2 separate regions of the Rattus norvegicus genome follow, and region 2 is linked to region 1. A link is a contact called in public Hi-C data. All regions are on one chromosome and are shown on one strand. Each heading gives the region's core, a stretch centred on a gene start, on an enhancer-like site or on the middle of the called end of the contact. The rest is flanking DNA. Distances are from core to core; before and after follow the strand shown. Region 1 holds the start of Rps24 (ribosomal protein S24). Region 2 holds the start of Zmiz1 (zinc finger, MIZ-type containing 1).

The links. A called contact is a pair of places that touch in the nucleus more often than the background predicts.
Region 2: a Hi-C map of kidney shows a contact between it and region 1, with 7 times the contacts expected there. The contact joins the promoter of Zmiz1 here to the promoter of Rps24 in region 1. A contact is called at or near these places in 6 of 12 Hi-C or Micro-C datasets (Schwann cells, frontal cortex, hepatocytes and 3 more) and 1 of 1 datasets of contacts at active chromatin or transcription factors (oligodendrocytes).

The regions. Positions count from the first base shown.
Region 1 is chr16:92,779-100,155 of GRCr8, forward strand. It overlaps Rps24 (ribosomal protein S24), which reads left to right and starts at 3,739. Exons shown (of 5, transcript NM_031112.1): 1 at 3,739-3,773; 2 at 4,550-4,615; 3 at 4,696-4,905; 4 at 5,963-6,073. The coding sequence starts at 3,771. Polr3a (RNA polymerase III subunit A) reads right to left here and starts at 2,282. Exons shown (of 31, transcript NM_001414889.1): 1 at 2,078-2,282. The coding sequence starts at 2,121.
Region 2 is chr16:1,031,174-1,038,550 of GRCr8, forward strand. Zmiz1 (zinc finger, MIZ-type containing 1) reads left to right here and starts at 2,987. Exons shown (of 24, transcript NM_001108393.1): 1 at 2,987-3,317. LOC120097507 (a long non-coding RNA gene) reads right to left here and starts at 831. Exons shown (of 2, transcript XR_010058530.1): 1 at 1-831.

The DNA.
Region 1 (7,377 bases), core at 2,489-4,988:
ATACCTTTCTCAGGTTACTGTTCTGCGGGCACTGGGGGTTCACCCCACTCTCTTCCCCATCTGGACTTGCTTCCCTGTCTCTGCAATCAGGGTTCCCTACTCCCAATCGTTCCTCTCCTCTACTTATACTCTCCTTTTTTACTGTCTTCATTTAGTCCTTTAGTGTCTTGTGAGGTTTCCTCTAGACAGTGGACCGCCATTCTGGGTCATAACCCTCTTCTTTTCACTGTACAATCCTCTCGGGGATTTCCTTTGTATAGTCTTCCAAATCTCTTTAGGTTAGCCGCCTTTAGCCAACAGGGCGTGGGCATTTCCAGCTCAGTGTATCTGAAAAGTTATGTCTATCTCACACTCGTACAGGCTTCCCGGCCCTTTGCTATTTTCTAAGAAACACAGTCAAACAGCCATGTGCATGGACAGAGAGTTTATCTAGAGATACTGTGCCACTTTGAATAAAGGACTTAACATCTTCATAGGTAACTATCTGTTTTGAGTGGTGGGACGGGGGAGGGAGAGTGGGAACCAATGTCCTATGCAGTGGTAACTGTTCATAAAAGTTACAGAGAATTAAAATGACATGGAATGGTACAGTCTGAGAGGACACCAGGGTCTGGTCAGAATGCTTCTCTGCAAAGGTGACCTTCTAGCTGAATTCTAAGTAGGAAGGGGCAGTTAGGAGAATGAACATTTGAAGCAGAAGGTAAAGATCCCTTGGCCCACATGCACTGGGCATCACTCAAGAATCATAGACAAGTGGCACAGTGGTGCGCAGATCGCTAAGGGTACAAGATGAGCCTAGTAAGGCCTGCAGGCAGGGTTTGGGAATTAGGAGGGAATCACGTGTCAGTGCTGCTAGAAGATCCCAGTGACATAGATCTGGTTCACACTGAAAGGATGGTTCTTGCTCTGTGGCTTAGACTAGCCTCAAACGCCTGACCTCCTGCGTTGGCCTGAGTGTTGTAAGTATAGGCTTGCGCCATCTCGCTTGACCTTGTCTTTGTTCTAAGAGCATCTCTGGGCTGCTGTGTGAGGATCCTTTTATGTGAGTAGGGTGGCTGTGAAGGACAGAAATGGGTGGACACTCAGAAGAGCTGGGAGGTCACCCAGGTAAGATGCCTATCCCAGTGAATGGTGACCAACACAGAATTCAGTCAATCTCATCTTGTTCATACCTCTGTCTCTTCCATTTTATGCCCTATACCCCTTTAAATCCACTTCTCTCCAGTGTCCCCACATCCACCCTCAGACCCCTGGTCCCAGCTCGAGTCGTCATCATTGCCAGTCTGGAGCCCTGCCATAGCCTCAAACTCTGTCCTGGTCAAGCACTCCAGCAGTCCGACACAGCTTACAAGACTCACGTAGTGTAAGGCCCCTGCTTCACTTCCATCAGCCCACCCTGTCCCTCCAAAATGAGTTCTGAAAGAGGCCTGGTCTGCACTGGGCCCGGACTTATTCACTACTTGGTGCTTTCGGTGCCCTCTGCTTGTCTTTGCATTTGCCACAGCCATGGCTGATTTGTCTCCTCTAATAGACCAAGCAGAAAGACTGCAATCGTGCAGAGTCTTTGGTGCACAACGCGGGCCTCAGTACACTCTCTATGTAAGTTTAATGAAAAAATTGCGCCTTAAGCCTCCCCCGCCAAAAAAAAAAATAACTGAAAAGTTATCATAATGAGAGTCTAGGGCTTAATAGCTAAGCTTTGAAGCAGAGAGCCCAGAATAGCTGCCTGGTTCCTAAGTCTGCCACCTAGCTGCCTGTGAAGCCACTTTCCAGCTGGCAACCTTGAGTCAGCACACACTGTCTCCTCGTGCCACGGGAAAAGGCTCGCTGAGACGAGTCCGCGCAGGGATTCGGGAGGTGGCATCTTGACCCAGAATACCCGTCCCGACCCTGCTCTGTCCATCCCACTTTCTCCACTTCACTTCAGGGATACACCCCAACCTCACTTCGTCCTTTCCAGGATCTGCAATTCCACCATGTAACTTCTTCGCTCCCTTAACTGTCCCTCACCTGGGACCCTCTGGGACCCGGGACCTCAGCCTCCACCTCACCCCCACCCCTCTGGCTGCGTCCTTACATTTTCTTAGCCACATCCGTCTCGCGGAACTGCTCCTTCACCATGGTGCCGGCTGCCTGGACACCGTCCTCGAAGCTGCGACTATAAAAACCACTGTCTGTGCACCTTCCCGGGGTGCTTTGCTGTTCAGGGGTAAGAAAGTCGCAGCCGCCTCCTCGGCCACCGTAAAGCGCCGCACGTGCCGCTTCCTCTTCCGCCGCGGGACTTTGTAAAGAGAAGCTTTGCGCAGGCTGCTTTGAGCCCTCCCTCTAGATTGCCACCTAGCGGCTCCTGCGTGAAAATGCACCTAGGCCGCGCAGATCAAAAAATATCTTTTCCGGTGGAGTTCTCAAAACCGCAGAAGGGAAATACCGCTTTTTTTTTTTTTTAATCACAATCCCAAAAAGTTACGTCAAATAGAAAATTAAAAAGAAATCAGTAAGTACTTTGTGATTGAAGAAAATCTAATTGTTTAAGGGATATCGAAAGCCAAAATCCACCTGTCAAAGAAACAGAAGAGCACCTTGTAGGCAATCCAAAGAAGAAATAAGTAGTTGAAGACAATAGCTATGCACACAAGCCTCCGGTCTATAAAGTTATTTAAAGGGAAAAGGTAATATGTACAATAGCAAACAAGGACGTGTGTGTGTGTGTGTGTGTGTGTGTGTGTGTGTGCGCGCGCGCGCGCGCGCGCGTGTGTTTTCCTGAGAAAGGATCTCCATATATAGCCCCTACTGGTCATCCTCTGCCTCCATATTCTCAGTGCTTCAATTACATTCTACCTGGTGTAAATAAGTAAATTTACATATCTAGTATATAAGCATATATACAAACACATTATAACATGTTTATACCTACACAGTATGTATAATACATATTATATATGTATGGTTCCTTTTTCTATATATTTTAAATATATATATTTTTATGTATGGGTGTACACATTGTTGCCTTCAGAAAAAGGCATCAGATCCCATTACAGATGGTTGTGAGCCACCATGTGGTTGTTGGGAATTGAACTCAGGACCTGTGGAAGAGCAGTCACTGCTCTTAATCATTGAGTCATCTCTCCAGCCTATATGGTTCATTTTTAATTGTGTGTTTTGTAAGTAGGTGCAACAAAAAACCCACCAAATCCTTCAGCTCTCCATGGAGAGAAAGAATGGTTTATTAAAAAGTACCAGGCCACCACTCCCAGTGGCAAGGGCTTTTTCGATTTTAGGGGCTTATACGACTGGAGTGGGGGCTCTGTCAGGCAGAGAGGAGACTGACGGATACGGTCAGGAGCCTTCAGCCAGCTGTTAAGAGCTTCTGAGAAATGTTTTAAGTCTGTTTCATAGCAGAACCAAGTTCTGATGGGGCACAGACCATCACTCTAAAACACTTTAGACCAAAATACAGAAACAGGAGGGAAAACAACAAAATACAAAAGCAGGAGGAAAAGAAAGTGAATCGGGAAGGAACACGCGACTGTGTAACCCTAAATCCGTTTGGCTGATCCACCTTCCTTCAGGTCAGCCAACCCACAGTTCTGGGGGCGTAGCTAAAGGCAAGTGAGGCGTGACTTTGGGTACTTTCAGTCAGGCATTGGCGTGGTCTGCCCCGAGACCTTGGCCACGCCCCCACGTCGGGGTCCTTCAGTGCGGGTTAATATGATTGGTCGGCAGTGAGCGGTCCTCTTTTCCTCCTTTACAGCTCGGGCACCGTAGCCATCATGGTAAGTCTCCTCGGGCTCTCTTCGCTATCCGTCGCATATCCACGCCATCCCTGCCTGCTCAGGCCCGCCACTGGAGCCGCAGCCATCCAGGGCCCACTTACTCTGCTTCGGCCTGCCTCACAGAGGCCGGTAGCCCAGGGTCGCCGGGTCGCGGCTGTCCGGTGCGGGCGTCGAGAACACGCCGGGCTTTGGGCTACAGGGCCTCGGCCATGGAAATCCCTGTTGAGCTTCAGGGGCACGGGTGAGGCAGGCCCTGGCAGGCCAAGGTGATGAAGGCGCCTCCAGTTCTTGGCCCTGTGGGCCCCTCGAGTAAGTCAGCAAACTTAGCGCCTGAGTAGAATGTGTGTGTCTTGGGAACATTAAGATGGGTTGGAAGGGGCTGCCAAAAACTGGCCTTGCCCATTTCTCTCAGAGGCGAAGTACTGAGTTTAGCGAAACTTGCGGGCTGTTTTACTCTAATGGGTTTGGTGCTATCGAGGCGACTTGATTCGTACTCAAGTCGAGGTCGTTAAGGCTATTTGCAAGCTGCTGATTTAAGTTGGTCTCTGATAAAATTGTTTTGTCTGCTTAGCCTTGCTGAATGCCAGCTACCACGGTAGTTTATGAGGTGCCCACTTTTTGGGGCTTTTTTCCTTTCCTTTCCTTTCCTTTCCTTTCCTTTATAGCTTGCTCCCAATTCCTGCTTTTTTCTAGACTGCATTGCTAGTAATTGGTGAAATATCAGCAAAGGCAAGACGAGGTTTTAACAATCTTACTGACTTGTTTGTTATCTGCAGAATGACACGGTAACCATCCGGACCAGGAAGTTCATGACAAACCGTCTGCTTCAGAGGAAACAGATGGTAAGGGTCAGGGTGTCAAGATTTGGTCTTTATGTCTGCTTTTGAAGATGTAGTTAACTGTAACAAGCACCTCTTTTTAGGTCATTGATGTCCTTCATCCTGGGAAGGCCACAGTACCAAAGACAGAAATTCGGGAAAAGCTGGCCAAGATGTACAAAACCACACCAGATGTCATCTTTGTATTTGGATTCAGAACCCACTTTGGTGGAGGCAAGACAACTGGCTTTGGCATGATCTATGATTCTTTAGATTATGCAAAGAAGAATGAGCCTAAACACAGACTTGCGAGAGTAGGTATCTTGTTTGTGCTACATCTACTGAAGACGTAGTTCCTTTCTGGATACATGCCTGCAATTCCAGCCCAGGCTCAGTTACCATGGCAAGTTAGATTTTGTTTTCCAGTATATATTGGAATAGAATGAGCAGTTTGGGCCAAACTTGTAATTATCCACTAACCCATCTCCACATAGTTTACCTGGCCTTCCAAAGTGAAATTTAGCAGTCTTCCCTGGGCTTTCTATTGAGCTGTGCTGCCATATATGCTGAGGAAAAGTTGGTAGTCCTTTAGTTACCATATTTGTTACAGTGCACAGACAGTACCTTTAAAAATTTAGGACAGAATTTCATGTAGTCCAATGGGTAACAAACTTGATACTTGGTTGATGATCAGGGTTGACCTGGCTGGTTTCGTTTCATTCTTTAGGTGGGCTCTCACTGTTGACCAGGCTGGCCTGGAACTCTGCCTCCAGAGTGGTGTCTTGTTTCATTGGATTGTTAATTTGAGGCATGGCCTCTAGTGCTGGCTAGCCACAAACTAGCAGCTACTTTATCCCAGTTTCCTGAGTGCTAGGATTGTAAATGTGAGGAGTTTCTTGAATCCATTTCTCCTTGCTAGGATGAATCCTCTAGTATAACAGTTGGATATGAAAGTTTCCTGAGGCTATGTTTGTTGAGAATAGGGTGTTACCCTAGCTGGCTTCAAGTCACAGGGATCAGCCTGCCTCTGTCTCCAAGCTCTGGGATTAGAGGCATGTACCACACCTGGCTAGATACTGTTTTAAAGTGGTGGTCTGGGAATCTTGCTGAAAGCCTTGGGAAGATTTCTGTCCGGAATGCCAAGAACAGATTGGTGAGTTAGGACCTGAGGTGAGAGGGTAGGGTTCTTAGTAAGGGTGTCCAACCTTCACTAGAGAAGCAGGAATTAAAAGGCAAGATGCTGAGCAGTGTCCTGGCAGCTTTTAAAGTTGAATTGGTTTGTAAAGCTTTATTTCAAAGTTCTCTGATTGCCTCAGTTTTCCCATCAGAGTGGTGAGGAATGATTTCATTGGATGCACTCTTCTCTCGTAGCATGGCCTTTATGAGAAGAAAAAGACCTCCCGCAAACAGCGAAAAGAACGAAAGAACAGAATGAAGAAGGTCAGGGGGACTGCAAAGGCCAATGTTGGTGCTGGCAAAAAGGTATGGTTCATGGGTGGTACAGAAGTGTCATTAATTGTTAAGCTTAATATTGTCTGTGAAGAGGGGTGTTCTTTTCTAAATAATCTTTCTTGGTGTTTTTCTTTTCCCTCTTCTGGATTGCAGAAGGTAACGTTTTGAGAAGCTCAGTAGCCTAGTAGTTATCCTAGAGTAGACTGGCCCACCTCTTCTGCTCATAGACTAGCACACTCCAACATAAGGCCACATTGATTCAGTGACTGCTTTTAAGGCCTGATTGTTCTAGGAATTTCCTTCTCATGTTAATTGACACAGGCCCCTCAAGGGAGAGCTGATCATGTTCCCGAGGATTTCGTTTTTTTTTAGCATAGTTTTTGAAGCAGTTGGATCAATGTGGCTTGTGCTTTTCAGATGTCAAACTGCTTTCCTCTCCCGTTAGCTGAGATCACAGTGATTTGAGTAGTAGCTTTATAGCAGCTTTGCTAGCTAATCTTGACTAGTAGAATGGAATTAAGGTGTTGGGTTGCTGAGTAATCAAGTGTTCTATGAATTTTTTCCCCTCTCCTACTGTCTTGGATTTCTTGTTCAACAGAAATGAAATATCTAGCAGGTACTGCCATTGGGCACGGTGTGGGGTGTGCCACCTTCACTGAGCTGGCTCTGATGCTTTGCATGTTGGCTTCTAGATGACGGTTTCCATAGTATGGCTTATTAAAACACCAGTGCCTGTTTTAAGTAGTATCTTAACTAGCAGAAGGAAAAGCTTTCTCATTTATTTTGGAAACCCAAAAAGACAGGATAGATGGAGGGAGGTATCTACTAAAGGCAGGTAGGTGCCCTAGTCTCCTTTTATTTGTAGTTTGAGACTAGTATTCAGGAAATAGCTTCAGTGACCCATCCTCTCTAGGATGCTGCAAGACTAACAGATTCTCTTAGGAACAGCATCCAAGCTAGCTGGTTCTAGCACTTCTGTTAACTAGTCTCCTGTTCCTAATAGAAAACTTTGAGGTAACCTCCTGAAGCTTGGGGTACTATTTTATCACATGCATTTTAGTCAGAATGGCTCCCTATTCCACATTTATAATGTGCAGTGGGATTAAGTTTGTATGGTTTTAGAAATGTGCCTACTACCTTCTGCCTACCTTTCAAGCTGTCTGCCTGAGACCAGACTCAAACTGACTTGCTACTTTTCCTATCAGCACTGGTTAATGAACACTGCCCATAGACGCACTGCATGGGTGTTGCAGATTATACCTATTGATCAGTAAAATCTTTGATATAGATTTGTCCTTTGAGTCAGAACTTTAGGCTGTGTGACACGGATTCTT
Region 2 (7,377 bases), core at 1,737-4,236, 940 kb after region 1:
AGTGTGATTCTCAGATTTATTGCTCTCAAGGTGTCATGCTTGGTGGGCGGGGAAGGCAGAAAGCAACACGGACTCTGTCCTGTTGGACTCCCCTATCCTCTGCAGCTACTTCTGCATTTCCAGGCTAGAAATAAGGGGTTGGGGACCAGCATGGTGGCTCATCATTGGTAAAGGCTGCCAAACCTGAGGATCGGAGTTCAACCCCCAGGACCTACATTGGTGGAAAGAGAGAACTAATTCCCCAAAGTTGTCCTCCAGTCTTCATGTATCTCCTTCCCCTCAAATCAATACATGCAATGTAAGTTTTTAAGAAAGGGGGTGGGGCCTTCTGCACAGGAGCTTCTGAACATGAAAGTTGGAGAAAGATCAAATTCCAGGGCTGAGTGCCATAACTTAGTGGACGTCAAGAGAACAGGAACTGGCCCTGGTGTTGCATGGGGCTATTCTTGCATCTCAAGGCTGAGAGGGGCTTTGGTGCTGGGGCGGGGTAGCCTTCTGGATGTCCCAATGCTGTGACTGAGCAGGATGCCTGTGACTCCCTTCAGCAAACTGATTTCTCATTTTACAAGTCAAGCTTTCCAGGATTTCTCAGACTATTCTCCCCAACCTGAGCCACCCACCGGGTAAGGGCGGGGGACGCAAGGGGGGTGTCTTCTTCTTGGAAATGTACTGAGACCAGGCCATTCCAGTGTCCCTAAAGGTCTGCAAGTGATTTCATGCCACCCACTTTCCCTAGGGATACTCAGCTGCCACCTGTGGGTGGGTAGTGGAGCAAGTTGCTAACAGTTCATCCCTTGTGACTGTCCGAGGACTGAGGCAGCACCGCCCCTACCCCACCCCCACCCGCACCCGATAGCAGCAGGAGTCAGAATTTGCCTCGGGAAAGGTAGTCGTCGTCCCCCCACCCCCACCCCGCACCCAGACGACACCCTTGCCCCATGTCCCTGTGGACCTGAGCTGCAGTCTGCCCTCAGGAATTCCAGTCTGACTTCACGGCTGCCAGACATTCACAGCTTTGAGAATGATTTCAAAGCTAGCAAACACATTTTGCCTTCTTGTCTTGGTGATGGAAGGAGTGATCTTTCTGGCCCTGAAGGAGTTCAAGCCGAGGTCAGATCAGCCAGCCCTCTGAAGGATATTCTAAACTGGGGGTCTGTGGTGGGGGAGCTCTCCAGCCCGCTCCCCTGTTGGCCCGCGGTGCGCTATGATCACCACCCAAGAGGCTTAGGACTCGCGAGTCTGCGTGGCACGTCTGCACTCCCATGCGGACCTCGTCAATCAAACTGCTGCCCCGGCGAGGCCAAGACTTCATCCGCCCGCCCCAGGCCCTGAGAAAGACCCCCGCCCGGGCGGCCAGCCCGAACCCGCCCCCAGCGGTGTCATTGTTCTCTGACGTCACGAAGCGGCTCCGCCCCTCTCCCCCCACCTTTCCTCCCCACCTCCGGTTCCCCCGGCTGGCGGCCAAGCTGCCTCCGTCGACCCGGCAGAGCAAGGCTCCCCCCGCGGCCCAGCCGGGGCTGCGCCCCCTTGCGCTCTTCCCAACTTGCCTTTGTTATTCCAGCTCCCTTCCTCGCCTCGCCTCCGACACCGTGGCTGCCTGCAAAAAGCGGAGCACGGAGTCATCGCCACACCTGGAGTCCCTAGCGGGCTCCAGCCCAAGCCTCCCCCGCCTGCTCTGAAGGGGAGTGCGTGTGCGCGCGCGCGCGTGTCCAGCCCAGACGCTAGTTATCTTTAGGACTAGAGTCCTTCTAATCAGGAGGCGGATGGGGTTGAGGAAGGGATGTGGAAGAGTAAGGGGAAATGTGTGGTATGTGTACGTGAACCAGAGACGTAGTGCACGGGGGAATGCCTCGTGTTTTGTTTTTGTTTTGTTTTTTTAACGTACCGGGGATGGCATACAGCGATATTTGTGTGTACAATTGTATGACTCCAGGTGCACGGGCATATCTGGGATGGAAAGTGTGTGTACAAGTGTGTGTCGGGGTCGTGCATGCTATGCGTGCCTTGCTGAAAGGTAGGCGCAAATCGGCGTGCCGTTTGTGTAGGAGTTTTTGTGTGAGTGGCAATGGACCTGAGCCAAAGGGAGTGCGCGCTTGGATACATTTAGGGGCCGGTCTGCGAGGAAAGCCCCCGCGAGTGGGCGCACCTAATTGTGCTTCGTGAGTGCCCTAAGGCACGACAGGAGTGGAGCCCAGCTCTGGGCTGTGAGCCGGTTGGGTTATTTCCACCTCTGCAAATTGGGAGCGCTCAGCTCGCAGCGCTCCAGGCGCTTCCTACCAAGCATTATGGCGTTCTTGCTCTAAACTTCAAGTAGCAGTGGTTACCTCTGTATCCCTCGCTCCTTCTCATATGTCAATGGAAGCGCACTTCCACCTCCCCCTACGTCACCCGTGGTAGTGAAGATTAGGGTCCTCTCACCCTCTGTCCCAAAGTCTCCGGGGGAAACTCCGCACACCGTGTCTCATTAGCCACCCAGTCACCCCAATTCAGGTGGCTAACAGAACCTAAGGCCCCAGAGCCAGGGTACCAGCAGGAAGCGGGGTATGCCTTCTGGCAATAATTTTGCTCCTACCAATGTGGTCCTTTCCTAGGCACATCAGTCTCCCGGCTCCAAACTTATGGAATGGCGGGGGGGGGGGGGCGTTAAAGAGCAGTGAAGGGAGGTGAGAGGAGGGACGAGAGAGTGAGCAAAGCAGCATATGAGGGTAAGGGTGGCGAGGAGCCTAACAGGGTCTGGAAGAGAGCTGAGACCTGGGCACAGGGAACAGAGGGAGGAAAAGAAGGGAAAGGGGAGAGGCGGAAGGGAAAGGAAAGGGAAAAGGAGAGCGCAGCGAGCGCGCAGATGGAGAGCGAACCAAGGCCAGCAGACCTGCGCGCTGGAGGCGCGGCGCTCCGCTCCCGCCATTACTCCGTGCCGGCTTTTGCGGGAGGCCGGCGGCGCGGGGCCCTTTGGAAATAGAATAGCCAATGTAATCTGACACTTCAACTTGCTCGGCTCCGGGCGAGTTGATTCACTTACTCACCCCCTAACGCCGAGTTCCTTTTCACTGTCTGTGGACATTAAAAAAGCGAGCGGCGGCGGCGGGCGCCCCGGAGAGCAAGCGGCCGGCCGGGCGAGCTGCGATCGGGCCGCAGAGCAAGCGAGCAGCGCCCGCGCAGCGCGCTGACCCTATCGCCGGCCGGTGAGGAGCGGGAACCAGAGCCGGAGCCGAGTGGATCTCCGCGCTCTCGCTGCGCTCCTCCGGGCTCCAGCCTGCCCTACACGGCGGTGGCAGCGGCGCGTCCTCCAGCGGTGGCAGTGGTGCTCGCAGAGCCCGGTAAGTTTGGGGACAGAGCCAAGCGCCCGTTAGCTCCGAGGCTTCCACCCGCTCCCGGCGGATCGTCAGGGTGCGAGCGCCGGGTACTGTACTAGGGCTTTCCGCTTAAAGGTTTAGCTCCGGCCGGGCGAGAGAAGCCAGCCGTGCGGGCTCGGCGCTGCTGCCCTGGCCGCCGGGGGCGGAGGCCCTGGCCACCAGCGAGCACCCAGCTTGTGTAGAGCGACTCCGGATGAGCGCGGGGACCCGGGGGTTTTCGGATGTACGGGGCGCCGGTGTGGTTGTGCGCGCGGACTCGGTGCCCGCCTCCTGCCGGCGCGCCTCCAGCCGTCGCTCCGAACAGTCGGGGGCCGGCCGGGATACGGATTCGGAGGAGGGAGGAGAGGACCCGGGAAGAACTGGCTGGGTCTCCCTTGCTCCTTTTGGAAAGATATGAAGTTGTGCTCCTGTGTGCGTAGGAGAACCGCCAGGAAGGCGCTGGATTCTAGGGTGGCCAGGGGTTGGTGATGTTAAGTTGTGCCTCCAAATTTCTATGGAGAACACACTTTTGTACATGGGAGATGGGGGCGCGGTTAAGTTGTTTTGGGGGGAGAATAGCTCGGGGAAACGCGGCGCGTGGCTAAAGCAGGACACGTTGAGGAGATGTGTTGAGGCTTCTCGTTCGGGCTTCGGAAGCCGAAGGGGCTTTCAGGCCAACGTCTGGCCGGGGCTGCCCCAGTCGGGAGGCGAGCCCAAGGGGAAGATGTGTGTGTGTGTGTGTGTGTGTGTGTGTGTGTGTGTGTGTGTGTGTGTGTGTGTGTGTGTGTGTGTGTGTATGCGCGCGCGCGTTGCAAATACGAAAGTAATTTCCCCGTGTTCTTTCTTCCTCTCTGTCTCCGGCGGCGACGGCGGCGACGGCGGCCCCGGGGGAGTGGGAGGCCGACCCGGGAGGAGGTTGGGGGGCCGGGCCGGAGCTGAAGCTGGGTCCGGATTGTGGGAGGGAAGCTCTGAAAGCTTGTTTCACATTCCTGGCGTCAGGGCCAGGGAGAAAACAGTGGGGAGCACGGCCTCGGTGTCGTGGTGCAGGCTGCGGGATCGCGTCGCCCCCTGGCCGGGGACATCTGTCCAGGAAGCTGGCCAGGCAGGGAGAGGGCGCGGTGCAGAGGGCAGGCTCCCCGCCCTGGAGCGGTGGGGGCGCGGGAGAGGGGCGGCCTCCTCTCCCGGCCATTGTGCGCCAGCAGATTTTCACGGGAGACTGCCCCGAAGCCGCGGGAGAAGGCCAGGAGCCGGCCACAGCCTCGGGTTTAAAAGACACTCCAGGAATGTAAACAACCCGGGCGGGAGGGCTAGCGGACGGGAGCGCGCCAGGACTGCGGGCCTGGGCCCCCCACCCTTCCCGGGGGAAAACGGATCGGCGCGGCTACTCTGCCCTTTCCTTTACCTGCTGAAAACTTTCCTTTCTCTGGTTTACAGTTCCACCTTGTGCCTCCAGCCCGGAGCAGGACGAAGGGCCTCTCCCGCAGCCCGGGCTCAAGGAGCCTGGCATCCCGCACCCCACCCGGGAGCCCTGAAAGCCCGGGTGACCAGATCTCTGGTAGATAGCTCGGTCAACATCTGCCCTGGGAGCTGCAGCTTCTTGGGCTGGCAGTGCTAAGAGTAACTGAGGCTCAGAGCCTGCCCGCCTGGATTGCTTGCTCGCTTTCTCCCGCCCTCCTTCCCGCGGCTCCTTCCCCCGCTCTCCCCCTTCCCCTTTCCCCTGACTGCTTTTCCAATGCCCTGACATGAGGGAGGAAGATTTAACTTGGCAGCCCAAACAAATGTTCTCTCTGAGATCTCCAAGAAGCTGGCTGGCGGCTGGGCTGGCGGGGTGAGTGCATCGCTCGGCCAACCTTTCCCTCCTCTCTGCACTGCCAGGGACATTTGGAGCCCCGTGGGTGGACAGCCCCAGGCATGGACAGTGGGGACCAACCCCCTGGATTTGGAAGGGGCCGGTGGAAGCCCCTGCCTTGGCGCTACATAGAGAGCCATTGGCTCTAGCTGCCTCCTGGTGCCAATGGTTTTCTTGAGCAACAGTTTGCCTCTGCTGCAACCTGGGAACTGGGCCTGGTAGACCAGAGGGTTAACTAGTGCAGTCTCCTCCCTCCCTCGTGGGTGTGAGGACAGGCTGGTTACACAGGCAGGGCAGGAGGCCAGAGGCTGTTCCCAGAGGTGCCTGGTTTTGCTTATTACTGTTTTTTCTTTTTTTCTTTTCTCTTCTTTCTTTCTTTCTTTCTTTCCTTCTTTCTTTCTTTCTTTCTTTCTTATTTCCTTCTTTCTTTCTTTTATTTTATTTTGAAGGTACAGATAAAGGGATAGTGACTGGGGCTGGAGAAACAGGCGACTTGGCTGCTGGTGAATCCCTGCCTGCCTCCCTATGCTTGCACAGTGACTGGAGTGTAGAAGAGGGAAGATTTGCCTGTGAGCTGTTTGTGAAGTTTAGATGAGGGGGCAAGCTCATGGTCTTTCTTATCCGGACTGGTTTTTTTTTTAAGAGGTCCAAAGAAGGGGAAATTCCTGGCCCCTGAGTGAAGGCAGAGGGCTTGTGAACACCCGGGAGCCTTGTGCTGACCTTTCCCTCTTCAAGAAGAGGATGTGGAAACACCAGCATCAAACAAAAGGCACATTGAAAGCCCTATCTATCTGCCTAGGAGCGTGTGCAAGGAGATGGTGTTGTCCTCTGAGTTTTATGGTTTTGGTTGTTTTGTTTTTCTCCAAAGGACAGAAGCATCCCTGGCCCAGAGTCACACAGTTAGGAGACCTAGTTTTCTCATATGAATCAGAAGTTTAGACTTGGGAACTTGGTGGCTGGGGCTGGGGGAGGAGCTATAGAGTTTCCAAGACTTGAGCTGCTGTGGTTGTAAGACTTTCTGAGTAGTGCTCACAGGCTCACAGAGGGGACTGGACTTAGGAAAAAAGTTTGAATAAATAACCTTGTCTGTGCACTGCTGGCTTCTTTGTGGGGACAAAATGTTCTTTTTTTTTTTTTTTCATTCTAAGTAAAAGTGTGTGTGTGGGGGGGGGGGATTCAGGGCAAATGAAGAAAGACCTAGAAGCTGGGGTTTGGTTCAACAACCCCCCTGTGTGTGCCCCCCCCCCATACATGCAACACTTCAACACTTCCCTATCCACAGCAATCCCACATTTTCACCCCTGGCTACTGTTTAGATGACCCACAGGTTCACTCATATCAGAAGCTGGAAGGACCCAGCTGAGAAGACCCACAAACTTGAAGTTTGTATATGTCCTCGGAGTCGGGCGGGGGGGGGGGGGCAAGAGGGCCATGTGTAGGAAGCTTGGATACCTAACTCCAGGTTCACTGAGTAGTTTTGACCTAAGTCTTAGGGTAAAATGTTGTAAGAAACCTGTGCAGCAGCAAGTTAATTTGGGGAACCGTCTGTGGGTATGGTGGCATGATACCAGCACATAGAGCCTGCCAGATAATGACTGGGTCCCATAAATGTTCATTCATAACTGCTCCCATGGGTCCTTGCCAGGTTCCAGCCTCTCCTGCATCTTTATGAGACTCCTAGGGTTTTGTGTAGAGAACAAAGGCTGCTGCCCTAATTACCCCTGACCCTGACCCTGGCTGCAGTTTCTCCTGGTGACTGCTGGATCCTCTCAGCAAGACACAATGGCCTCCACCCAGGCCCTCTCTGGGGGAAATCTTTGTCCTGAAGATACTCTGAGGCAGGGTTGTGCCAGCCTTCTTGGGTACGTGAAGCCTAGACTGGAAGCTTCGGCCATGAGTTACACTGCCCCTCAGGGAGGCAACACATAGCAAACCTACCATAGACACTAGATGGGGAAGGGAAGCATAGCATGAGGCTGTGGTTTGCTAGCTGTGTGGGCCAGGATGTCACTCTGCTGGGCCTCAGTCTCCTGATTTGTAAAGTGGGTTCAAGCCCAGAATGCCTATCATTCCATGGTTGCTGGGAGGATGAGGCCAAAACAAACATTTGAGTCTTCATCCTGAAAGTTAGGCAGCCTCTGGTACAGAACAGACCTATGATGGAAGGGCCAGGTTGGGGGGTAAGGGATGCTGGAA